Linked DNA regions of Pan troglodytes: region 1 is linked to region 2. The links are chromatin contacts, called in public capture Hi-C maps. All regions are on one chromosome and are shown on one strand. Each heading gives the region's core, a stretch centred on a gene start, on an enhancer-like site or on the middle of the called end of the contact. The rest is flanking DNA. Distances are from core to core; before and after follow the strand shown.

Evidence for each region. Capture Hi-C pulls out chosen DNA fragments and counts their contacts.
Region 1: a contact with region 2 is called in a capture Hi-C map of stem cell-derived neural stem cells, with 2.3 times the contacts expected there. The contact joins two enhancer-like sites. A contact is called at or near these places in 2 of 7 Hi-C or Micro-C datasets (induced pluripotent stem cells and stem cell-derived neural progenitor cells) and 1 of 1 other capture datasets (stem cell-derived neural stem cells).

Annotation. Positions count from the first base shown.
Region 1 is chr15:32,447,381-32,453,298 of NHGRI_mPanTro3-v2.0_pri, forward strand. All of the region lies in intron 1 of LOC104001998 (a long non-coding RNA gene), which reads right to left. Among named protein-coding and RNA genes, the nearest start is that of SPTSSA, 240 kb to the right of the region's middle. Within about 2 kb of position 3,516, at least 2 of the 24 cell types and tissues checked have an H3K27ac peak or open chromatin away from gene starts, as enhancers often do. A contact at or near this core is called in stem cell-derived neural stem cells, where this site is marked.
Region 2 is chr15:32,344,539-32,350,459 of NHGRI_mPanTro3-v2.0_pri, forward strand. All of the region lies in intron 1 of LOC104001998 (a long non-coding RNA gene), which reads right to left. Among named protein-coding and RNA genes, the nearest start is that of EGLN3, 160 kb to the left of the region's middle. Within about 2 kb of position 4,148, at least 2 of the 24 cell types and tissues checked have an H3K27ac peak or open chromatin away from gene starts, as enhancers often do. A contact at or near this core is called in stem cell-derived neural stem cells, where this site is marked.

The DNA of each region.
Region 1 (5,918 bases), core at 2,266-4,765, 100 kb after region 2:
CTTCTAGATATATTATTTTCAGTCTTGCTGGTAGATTCATGTCCTTTCTTACATAAATCAATTTAGTTCCCTCTGGCACCTTCCATTTCTCTTTACTATTCATTAGTATAATCAGGAGAATGAAAATTCCAGCAGTCAAGCAGATCAAACAAACAACTCTCTTTAGAAGAATATTAGTGCACTTACAGAGTCAGATTAGAATCATTTGTTTCTATCTCCTCTGAGAAAGAGTAAGCTCCCTGAGGGTGGGGGGGTACATAACTCAGATGCTGGGTAAATGTGGAGTTGTATTAAATGAACGCTCTTACTCCATGCTTCAAGTTGTGAAACCTAGGGCATTCGCTAACTTCTCATCATTCACTCCAGAGATGCCAGCAATGGGTTAAAGTAATAAACAAGGATACTTAGAGTTAAGATCATAAAACTATGTTTCAGAGGCATTTGCCTGGGAATTACAAGAAAAATGCAAGATGGCAGACTTTAATTATCTTGGGTCATTTTTATTATTTTAATCTTTTTATCTCTCTCTAACTTACTGCCTTTTACTGAACAGGCATAACCAGGCAATTCCACTGTTACGAGAGAATAGAAGAACAACAATTCCCTTGGAGTGTATAGGAGAGAAGACAAGAAGTCTAAGTAAACAATTAAATTGTCTAACCTCTGAAATGTAGGAAACAAGCCAGGAATTGGACTGGCACCTATTTTCTTGCTGTTGAATATAGCGGAGCCTAGAAAGGTGATTAGTTCCCATTTTATCATACGGGTGGAAGAGTCTTTCATCTATTTGCTTGGGAAGGTGCTCAAGTGTGGGCATCTCGCAGGAATAGTCTCATCTCTTTAATCTGGGATATACCAGCTACCAATCACTATCAGAACCCCAAAATTCAAAATCAGGGAAGCAAGGGAAAAAATAAAGGCAAAAGGACACATTCGACCTATTATTTATCAAGAAAGAGTGGCTTGTCTTAGAGTCCATTTCAAAATGCTGTGCCAGGCCAAATTTAGAGGAGAGAAAATCTTTTGTTCAAATCCCTCACTGAAATATAACTAAATGGAATAAAAGTCTGAGGTCGTGTAATAGGCCTCAATTGTAAGGCCACAGGTGACAAAAGGCTAGTTGAAGGATAAGCCATTTTTTTCGAATACTGATATATTACCAACATTGAGAGAGCATCATATCACACGAAACATTTCCATGTTTAGAAAGACAATGTGCCATTCCTTTCCAGTCCCCCAGGACAACCACCTCAGTTGGATGACTTCTGTATAAATACAGAAGCTAACTGTGAAGAAATACACGTTCACTTCTTAGAAAAGTATTCCTGTGTTTATCTTTTGGTAGACCTGGGCTTCTTAGACATAAACCATTCCTTGTCAGCAACAAGTAGGCAAGTAGGGGTTTATTTTTGTCATTCATAAAATAAACCAGTTCCCAGCCAAAGGAAATGAGTCTTAGAGGCAACCCCGTCATAGACATGCTGTAGAAGTTACAAATGGCTCTGTGGCCCAGGCCATAAACAGTCTTTAGGAAGGCTGGTGCTGAGCTGTTGATATTAAAAATCACCTCATTAATTATGTTTGTAAACAATGCAGCTGCCTGTGCTTGCAAGCTGGCTTCCTCAGCATAATAATATTTGTAACAATAATAACCATCATTTCAAGCATAGCAATAAATAGTCAATCCAAGAACCTCATGTGAAATCACATCTGGGAGCTGCCACCTGGTCATTCAAAACACCTCTTCAGAAGGTAGGAAGGTTGTTGTTTGTTTTCCACTCAGAAGGCACTTTATCAGGATCAAATGCTCCACGAAAATCATCCCCCCTCACTTTTTTTAAAAAACTGGTCAACAGCTAGTGTGGGCAGAGTAACAAAACCAAGAAGAAAGCCAAGAGACAAAAGCAGGAAAGAGCTGGCCCTAAAAGCACATCATGTGGCATAACCTCCAGAAAGCATGAGGGGAAAGGGGCCTACTCCTCTCCCCTGGTGAAGGCTCAGTGAGGTTCAGACTGTACTTCAGGAGACCAACAAACCAGCCGTGCCTTCTTGGCGCTCGTTCAGTTACACTTTTATCGAACACCTACTATGCACTGGGTGTGCACCAGGTGCTACAGAAAAATTCACAAGCAGATATCCATTGCAGATGCCTGTCGGTGATGTAATTAGGACATACCTGGCCGACTAGGCAATACATAATCTAAGTGGCCTGGTATTTCCTTTCATTAAAGTCATACCTTTAGAGCACATATTTCTAAAGTTAGAGCAGCAATTGTAAGTCCTTAAAATTGCTAAAAGCAAGAGAAAAATATGTTTTCTTGTAACGCAGGTAAGCTAGAATTACTAGGCTTCTTTCCACATGAGAGGACAACACCTTCATACCTCATTTATGCCTCTTCCACATGTAAATTTTAATTCTGAACTTCACCGGAGAGAGATAAATGTGGCATCCAATTCCAAAGCATTACCCATTTTCTCTGTCTCTGTCCCTCTCTTTCCCCTCTCACTCTGTGTATATATTAATTTTATAGATCTTTTTATTGTCTGAACTACACTGGTTGCATGAGAAGCAGAATAGGCCAAGAAGTTCCATTTCACACATGCCATCCTTATAATTCAAATAGGACAATAAAAAGAGAGAGAGAGAGAGAGATCTATAAACTGGTGATAAATCAGTGTCCTAAACCAAATTAACCATCGAAATAGATTATCATAAAAATAACGCCATGAAAAATATTCTTCACCTTCCTGGTTCAGCTGCCTGTAATGGAGAAAGGGAAGGGGGGTGTGTGTGTGTTTGTGTGTGTGTGTGTGTGTGCGTGTACATTGCCACACGCAGATGCAGACATGCACACACAGGCCAGAGGGCACGCAGTTACATGCTGCTTGCTCCTCCCGGAACAGAGAATGCTAAGAAACCTCAGGATTGATCCCCAGCCTTCCCAGTTTCTAAAGCTCAGCTTTCGTCCAACCTGGTAAATAACAATACCATGTGCCAAGTGTTATGTTAGACCCTGAGGATACAAAATGAGCTAAAGTGGACACAATCCTTATCCTAATAAAACTTCCAGTCAGGGGTAGAATAGATGGAAATTAATCAAATAATTATATGGATAATATTTTTCTAACTATACATCCTAATAACTGCCTAAGAAAATGCACCAGCGGCTATGAGAGCACTGAACAAGGGAACCCAGCTTAATCTGAAGTCAGAAATGAATGCATCTTTGAGCTGGAGAACGAGTGGAGGCCAGAGTGATATAAATGGCCCACCAGCAGGCAGCATCCTCCATCAGTAGGAGGAGTGAAATGCACTTTTATCACAGGAGAAGGTTGAAGGAGAATGGATGAGCAAATGTGAATGGGACCACAAGCAACAAGAGGAGGAGGAATGTTCCACACAAAGGGAACCACATATACAAAGACTCTGAGGACAGGCGAGAAGCACGTAACAGGAACTGAAAGGCAGCCACAAAGGGAGAGCAGAGAGCAAGAGGAGGGCGGTGTCAGATGCAATGAAACGGGCAGAAGCCAGATCATGGAGATTATTAGCATGTGGAGGGGAGGATGATGCACGGGAGTGCTGAGCTTTCTCTTTCAAAAGCTCACTTTGTTTTCGTGTGGAGAACAGGTTGACATGAAAGAAGGAAGGAGCTGGGAAGACAGTTCTTAGTCCTCCACCTGAGTCTTGGCGAGAGATCGGACCAGGAGTCTAATACTAACTAGCTCTGTGACCCTGGATAATTTGCTTCACCCCTTTAAGCCTCAAATTCCCCACCTGTAAAATGGCAATAATAATGGTTTTGGTGGGGATTAAATGAGATCGTGCCTGTGGGGCACTCAGCCCTCTGTAAGCCTTCAATAAATGTTAGCTGTTGGTGGTGCTGGAGATGGAGAGAAACAGACAGATTAGAGAGATATAATAGTCTAACAGCAAGCAATCACCCTACCTAACTCTTACCTAAACTCCTAAAATGTGAGGGGGCACATTTTTTTCATAGAAGAAAGGTCAGGGAGGAATTAATGAGGAAAAGCAATTGGTACCAATATGAGAAATTTCCCAAATTTGCAATTTTTTTTTTTTTTTTTTTTTGGAAACAGAGTCTCACTCTGTCCCCCAGGCTGGAGTGCAGTGGTGCGATCCTGGCTCATTGCAACCTTTGCCTCCTGGATTCCAGCAATTCTCGTGCTTCAGCCTCCTCAGTAGCTGGAACTACAGGCACGTGCCACCACACCCAGCTAATTTTTGTATTTTTAGTAGAGATGGGGTTTCACCACGTTGGCCAGGCTGGTCTCGAACTCCTGACCTAAAGCAAGCCACCCACCTCGGCCTCCCAAAGTGCTGAGATTACAGGTGTGAGCCATCGTGCCCAGCCTGAAACAATTCTTGTTCCTTATTATTAACACTGCCAGAAATATTTAAGCTATGAAAGGTATCTGAGACCATTTAGAGAAGTAATTCCTAAAAAATGCTCAAGCAATATCTTCAACAAGCTTTGTGACAACAGCAACAAAAAGACTGCAAAAAAGTAAATGACTTGCCCAAGATCATAGGGTTGTTAATGGCTGAAGCCAAGAGTGCAACCTGGGTTAAACTCCAAGTCTGTACCCTTTCCAGAAGGGGACAGAGCCTCCTGAGAAGTCCAAATCCAACCCATTCCTTCCAGATTAGTTTAGTCAGAAAAACAAACAACAGCAAACCCCAGGAAACGAGGTACAGTTGAAAGTCCAGTTCTATTGTTTATATTGAAAATTATGGTGACGCTACATTGTTTTGGTGTTTGGTAAATTGTATCACTCTAGTATTAGTGTTATAAAATAGCTCTTGCCTTTGGACATAATAACGTCTTTTTGAGGGCTTTATCCAAATGCATACAGGAAGCAAAATAAACAAAAGCAGTGTTATTTGTCCACTGCAAAAGGCAATTGTTATTAACTTTTAAGGCAAGTTGGATGATAGGCTATTTGCATATCCGAAACTTCTAATGCAGTAAGAAAAAAAAAATTAACCTCTGTATTAAGCACAGACTCAAGGTCTGAGAGACTTCCTTAATTAAATCAAACTGCTTTTCCACAGAAGCTTTAGGTAGAACCTACCTATGGGAAGCTTAAGGTAATTGATCCTGAAATTAAGCATTCTTTCAAAATCTGGGCACCGGACTTTTGGCGTACTCACAGAAACCAGAAGTGGTTTCCCCTGGCTGATCTTTGAGGGTGTCCCCTTTAAACTTGCCAGCCTCCTTCCGTGGAAGATAAAATCATGCAGGGGTATGGATTAGCTATCATGTCATTATAGCAGGCACAGCCGTCTGTTACAGGTAAATTGCTAGGCAATGTAATAACAATGCATTTTATTTACTGTGCAGGGTGCTTATCTACAGAAATGTTCCCGACAAACAAAGAAAGGCACAGCTAACCGCCTTCTCTTTAGAATACAGGCTGAAGCTATGCCAGCACCTTCAGAGAATAAAAATGCTAAATAATCTCTGTATAAACAGAGTCCCTAAAAACTCAATGCATTTCCTAACAGAAGCAGAAAAGGCAACTGGTGCCTGGGATGTCCACGAGGTCTTTCTCAGGCTCCTATCACTGCTGACTAAATCGCATCCCAATTTGGGGAGGAACCAACCAATGGTCAGTGTAAGTCCAGACTAAGAGCATTCATTGTTGTTAAATGATGATGATGATGAGGTTGATAAGGTTGACTACCATTTGTCACATGCTTGTCATCTGCCTTGCACTTTTCAACATTGTCTTTTTTTAATTCTCAAAACAAACCTATGTTAGTCCTGCTCTTAACCTCATTTAACAGATGAAGAGTTTCACAAGTAAGGAAACTGTCCACTCAGCTGTTAACTTGAAAATTCAAAAATAAGCCTGCCTCCCTCCAAAACTAGGGATATGAACCTCTGTGCTAG
Region 2 (5,921 bases), core at 2,898-5,397:
GCCATATTTGAGCCAGTGATAAATCAGAGAGTATAGTTAACCCAATTCTGGACATCTAAGAAGTATTTTTTAAAAGGTTCTTTTTGTGCTTCATAAAACTTCTAATAAGAAGAATTCATTCTTCTTTGAAGGCAGAAGGTGGTTAGAAATAACAATTTGTTGTTGTTGTTTTGTGTTTTTTTGTTGTTGTTTGCTTGTTTGTTTGTTTTGAGATAGGGTCTCAATCTGTCCCCCAGGCTGGAGTGCATTGGCACGATCTCAGCTCACTGCAAATTCCACCTCCTGGGTTCAAGCAATCTGCCCACCTCAGCCTCCTGAGTAGCTGGGATTACAGGGGCTCGCCACTACACCCTGCTACTTTTTGTATCTGTTGTAGAGAGGAGGTTTTGCCATGTTGCCCAGGCTGGTCTTGAACTCCTGGGCTCAAGCAATCTGCTCTTTTTGGCCTCCCAAAGTGCTGGAATTATAAGCATGAGCTACCACACCCAGCCACAAATCTTTATTTTCTATCAAATGTTCAAATTCTATATGATAAATATTAAAGTTACCAAATGAAAACATCTATTGGCATTTTGCCAGTGACATGAGTTATCTGTAAAAAACCTAAGTTAACTGGCACTATATTCTTATTTTAGGTTAGCCTCCTGGGCAACTAATCCCCCTCCACTGAACCAGACTGCGTTTCTTTATTCACACATTCCTTCCTTTATTTACTCAATTGGCAGACATTTACAGATTATCTATGTACCTGGACTTGTGTTAGGTTCTAAGGCTATAAAGATGATTAAGAAAGAAGCTCTAGGCCGGGCGTGGTGGCTCACGCCTGTAATCCCAGCACTTTGGGAGGCTGAGGTGGGTGAATCAGGAGTTCAAGACCAGCCTGGCCAATATGGTAAAACCCCGTCTCTACTAAAAATACAAAAATTAGCCAGGCATGGTGGCAGGTGCCTGTAGTGCCAGCTACTCAGGAGGCTGAGGCAAGAGAATCGCCTGAACCTGGGAGATGGAGGTTGCAGTGAGCCGAGATCACGCCACTGCACGCCAGCCTGGGCAACGGAGCGAGACTTCATCTCAAAAAAAAAAGAAGAAAAAAAGAAAGAAAAGAAAGAAAGAACCTCTATCCTCAGGAGTTGATGGTACAGCTGGAGAAACACACATGGAAACAGAAACTGGTAGTTTGGCAAACTTGAGAGCTATGAACAAAGAGCTATGGGAGCCCAGAAGAGGGCTAGCAGAAGAGAGGGAGGGAGGGAGAACCTTGGTTGAATACCACATATGATGCAGATCTGCTAGAAGTTCTACATGTCTTAACAGGGGTTTGACCCTCACAACAACCCTATGAAGGAGGTACCATTGTCTCTGTTTTCCTGATGGGGAAACTGAAGTTAACTATGAAGTGGCTGACACTGATGAGATGGGGGCATTTCATGGAAGTCTTAACAGATGCCGACTTTCTCAGGTGCAGTGGTGGGATGGGCAGACCAGGCAGATGAAGCAGGTATGGAGGTGTAGAACCACAAAGGAGTTTGTTAACATCAAAGGAAAAACATACAAAGAAGTTCTAGAGATTTACAGATGTATAACCACTGAAGCCTATTTTCAAGACATCCTTGCTCCCCAGAACTCAAAAGTCTTTTCCAAAGATGAACTCCCCAATACCCCATGTGTAGGACACTAACATATGCTCTAGGTAGACAAGAAGGCACCTCCAGGGAAAAAAAAATGTGTTTAAGATAAACCTGCTCCTTTGCCCTCACCCTTTTATTATTTATATTCTCTCACTCATCTTCTTATCTTTGAGAGTCTTCCACGTATTAGTGGAATTAGTGGGTCTTTGGTGAAACCAGCGAGGATGACTGGGAAGCAGAGGAAAAGTGGCAGACTCTTGGTGAGCACGAGGCCTCATGGTGAGCACAGACCAGCAACCCCAGGGTAAAGACGGGCCTACAGATCCTGTACCATCCTCCTCTCTGCCGTCTTTTCCATACCTACTCTCAACCCACACAGATACAGTCATCAAGACAACCTGCCTCCCCAAAGTCTCATATGCCCCCAGAAAAGCCTGACTCTGACACCGTCTCTCAGTGTAACTGAGAAGGGAGGTTCCTCATCCTATAGTCACCCAGACCTCCTCCATCACAGACTCAAGACCCCAGGGCAAACTTTGAAGTTGTTCAAAGTGAGGATGAAGGATCTTCTCAGATAGGTCACCTTTATCTAGAATCTTCAGTGGAAGGGCCTCTTGGGATAGAAGACCATGGGTTCTGGAAACAGAAGAAGCAGAGTTAGACCCTGCTGGCACTCTATGGGCACCAGGGAATAAAACCCCCAAATGCTTGTAGGAGAAAGGGAGAGAAGAGAATCATGTGTAAAAAGCTAAGGAAAACTTCCTGCTAACAGACACATGGCGGTAAACAGCAGACACTGTTAGCTAATACCCCCCTCCTCCTTTCTCTTCCAGAACTCTCCTGAAAGATCTCCTGGGTTGTGCAGAATGTGGATAGTGATAGTTTCTTGCTCCAATTTACTCCTCGCACAATCTCTTCTCCTATCTGTAGGCAAGGCTAATTCTTGAGTGGCTTTGATTGAAAACCAACTGTGATGATTTTAAAAAACCACAAATCAGGCCTAACAAGGATGGCACATTAAGAAAATATTTGAATATCTTCCAATGAGACCCACAAAGCCTCTCCATCGTGTCATTTGTACTTAATGGGTGCTGCCCCAGACTTCAAATATTTCAATATGCCTTTCAAGTCAGTTTCCTGTCTGCCTAAGCCCCGTGTTGAACCACCCCTGTTGATATGGTTTGACTGTGTCCCCACTCAAATCTCATCTTAAGGTGTGGCTTTCATAATTCCCATGTGTTGTGGGAGGGACCCAGTGGGAAATAACTGAATCATGGGGCAGCTTCCCCCATACTGTTCTCGTAGTGATTAAGTCTCATGAAATCTGATGGTTTTATAAAGGGTTTCCGCTTTCACTTAGCTCTCATTCTCTCTCTTACCTGCTGCCATGTAAGACGTGCCTTTCGCCTTCTGCTGTGATTGTGAGGCTTCCCCAGCCATATGGAACTGTGAGTCCATTAAACCCCCTTTTCTTTATAATTTCCCCAGTCTCAGGTATGTCTTTATCACCAGTGTGAAAACAGACTAACACACCTGTTACCACACATACATTGTTACCACCATGGCTGATTCCCCAAACAGTACCCACTCTCTCCATCCTCATGTTCTAGTTGAAGGTACAGGAACATATAAACAGGGATTACAGCAAAACAGTAACAGTAACACAAGCCTATATGATGAAGCATGAATGTCCAAAGAGTATTGCAGATAGAAAGTGCTTAAGAAAAAAGGAGAGAGGGAGGAAAGGAGGGGGGCAAGGGCTGGAAAACTTCCTGTCAGGTACTATGTTCACTATCCGGGTGACAGGATCCATAGAAGCCCAAACCTCAGCACCACACGATATACTCTTATAACACACCTGCACATGTATCCCCTGAATCTAAAATAAAAATGGAAATTTTTTTAAAAAGAGAGATAGCGCTGGAGGAATCTAGAGGGGACAGAGAACTTCAATCAGAGGCAAGCAGACCAGGAGCAGCATTAGAGGTAGAGGTGAGTAGCTAGAATTGTGAGGCACAAGGCAGGTCTGCCCAGGGGAAAGTGAATTCCTCTGTCCAAACTATCCGAAAGAGAAAGCCTCAAGGCAGCGGTGTGCTGGTAAATGTTTAACAACCGGCTCTGATTTGTAGACTTTGACAATTTCCATCATATAAATACTCCCTCCATGGCCAGTTTCAACCTACCAACATGATATCAGTGCACAAAACTGGCTCTCCTGAATAGGTACAAATTGGCTCAAGCAGATCATGGGGACAAAACTATCTGCCTGAGACCTATTACATAGGTTTAGCCCAGTTTCATTAACCCCCAAACAGTACTTCTCGGGATGGAGATGGGCTGACAGAGAATAAATCAGCTGTATCAACACCCGATGTGCTGATTCCCTAAGCAGAATAGTAGGAAAGTTGGCCAATTTTTCTGTATGACAATTCCCTGAATATTGTTTGCAGTTCTCTAGCCCACCTCTAGTCTTCATATTGCCTTCTGTGAAGGAAAAGGCAGCTTAGCAACCTCCGCTGAGTCTTCTGGGCTAAAGAGACTGCATCAGCCCGGCCTATGCTGCTGACACCCTTGCTGATCCTCCTCATAGCACCTCCCCTGTTTCTCAAGTTAACCACTTAGCACTGTGAATAGACAGTTGGTATATGACCATCTGTGCTTCCAGGCAAGTCTTTAGATTTCTATTCACAGTGCTACATGGTGATATTGAGCCTACGGCCTGGAAGCCTATACTAACAGAACACCTAGAAGCAAAAATACCTTGAGACTCCCTGAATGCAAATAAAGCTTCCTTTGTGCTGCACTGATAAACTGGAAACACCAGAGAAGCAACAATTAGGGCTCCTGCACAGACCTCTCATAGAAAGTTTGGCTTTCCCTGGTGGCCCTTCAAACATTACCCCACTTCTTTTGTAGCCACTGTATGAAAAGGACACTACTATATATGTCAGGCCGTAGCAACATATCAGGACCTACATCAGCTGCCAGAGCAAGTGGGTGGTGGGAAGTGATTGAGTAGGGGTGGAAGAGGGTGGTGGGGCAGTGTCTAGACTACAAGTCCTGTTTAAGGGGTTTTTCTTCCATCCTATGTGTCTTAGGGGCAGTGCAACTTCAGGTGTAGAGGAATAAAAGCAAGCGTTTTCCATGTTTCTCCACACCCTCTCTTCCAGTTGGAGATCTGCATACATTTCTCAGAGAACAAGATAAGCCAAAAATAAGAAGTGAAGAGCCAAAAGTATGCCCTGAAAAAATAGTGTAAATAAATGTAGGGGTTTTTTTTTTCCTTTTTCATCCAGATCCTGCTCTCAATTATTTTTTAATACCTTAGTTATGGACAGTTGGAATGAAACATTCTAGGTAGCTGTTCTGAGACACAGTAAATAAGTCCATTTATTATTTCTTGGAGTGGTCTGAACTATGCAATCATTCTTTTTCTTGGCCCCTACCCTTTGCTTTCCAAGTGAATTGAGTTGAATTCATTATGAGACATTTTATTGTATCATGCTCCTCCTTGCTAAATACCTGACTGATTTCATTGTTTTCTCAGGCCATGAACCTAAAAACCTAACTGGCAGAAGGAAGTGTGTTCTTTTCCAGTGCACATCCATCCCACAGGAGGGGTTTCCGAGTGTATGCTACTGTTCCCAATGCCTGGCTATTGATCCTGATATTGCACAATTTTTCAATAAAGATCTTAATCACACAGACATAAATTAGCAGACATACTGCGAGAGAGATGCAGATGGCTTCTCTGACTAGAAATGCCTGCAGGCAATCGCATACCACATCAGGGAGCTTATCATTCCTTAAATATTTATGTTTGTTTTCTCCATTATGAAATTACCACATCCCTCTCAAGAATCCTACCAAATATGTCTATTGTCCGAGGGGATTTCTTTTTCTTTTACTGTGGCTTTCCAGATAGTAAGTACATAACTTTAAAACTCACTGAAGGTCTGGAGACTCTCTGGTTGCAGGAGAGAGGTGTGAATGCACCGATTTTTCTAACGTTTCTCTTTTTCCTAACTGCACAGAGACGTCACTCTGCATATGCTCATTCTTCCAGGAAGCACAGCTCAGAACAGTAGTGAACCTAATGTCTAGCAAATCTTGGACTCATCATTTATAACTCTTTTCCTTCTGTTACTTGCCATGAAATCTTAAGATTATAGAATCAGATACATTTTTGTGAAGTGACCTTTATAATATACTTAGCTCCACTTTTGCTATCAGCAAAATGGGGACAAACAAATCTGCCACCACCTCAATGAAGAAAGAATGAATAGCTTGGCT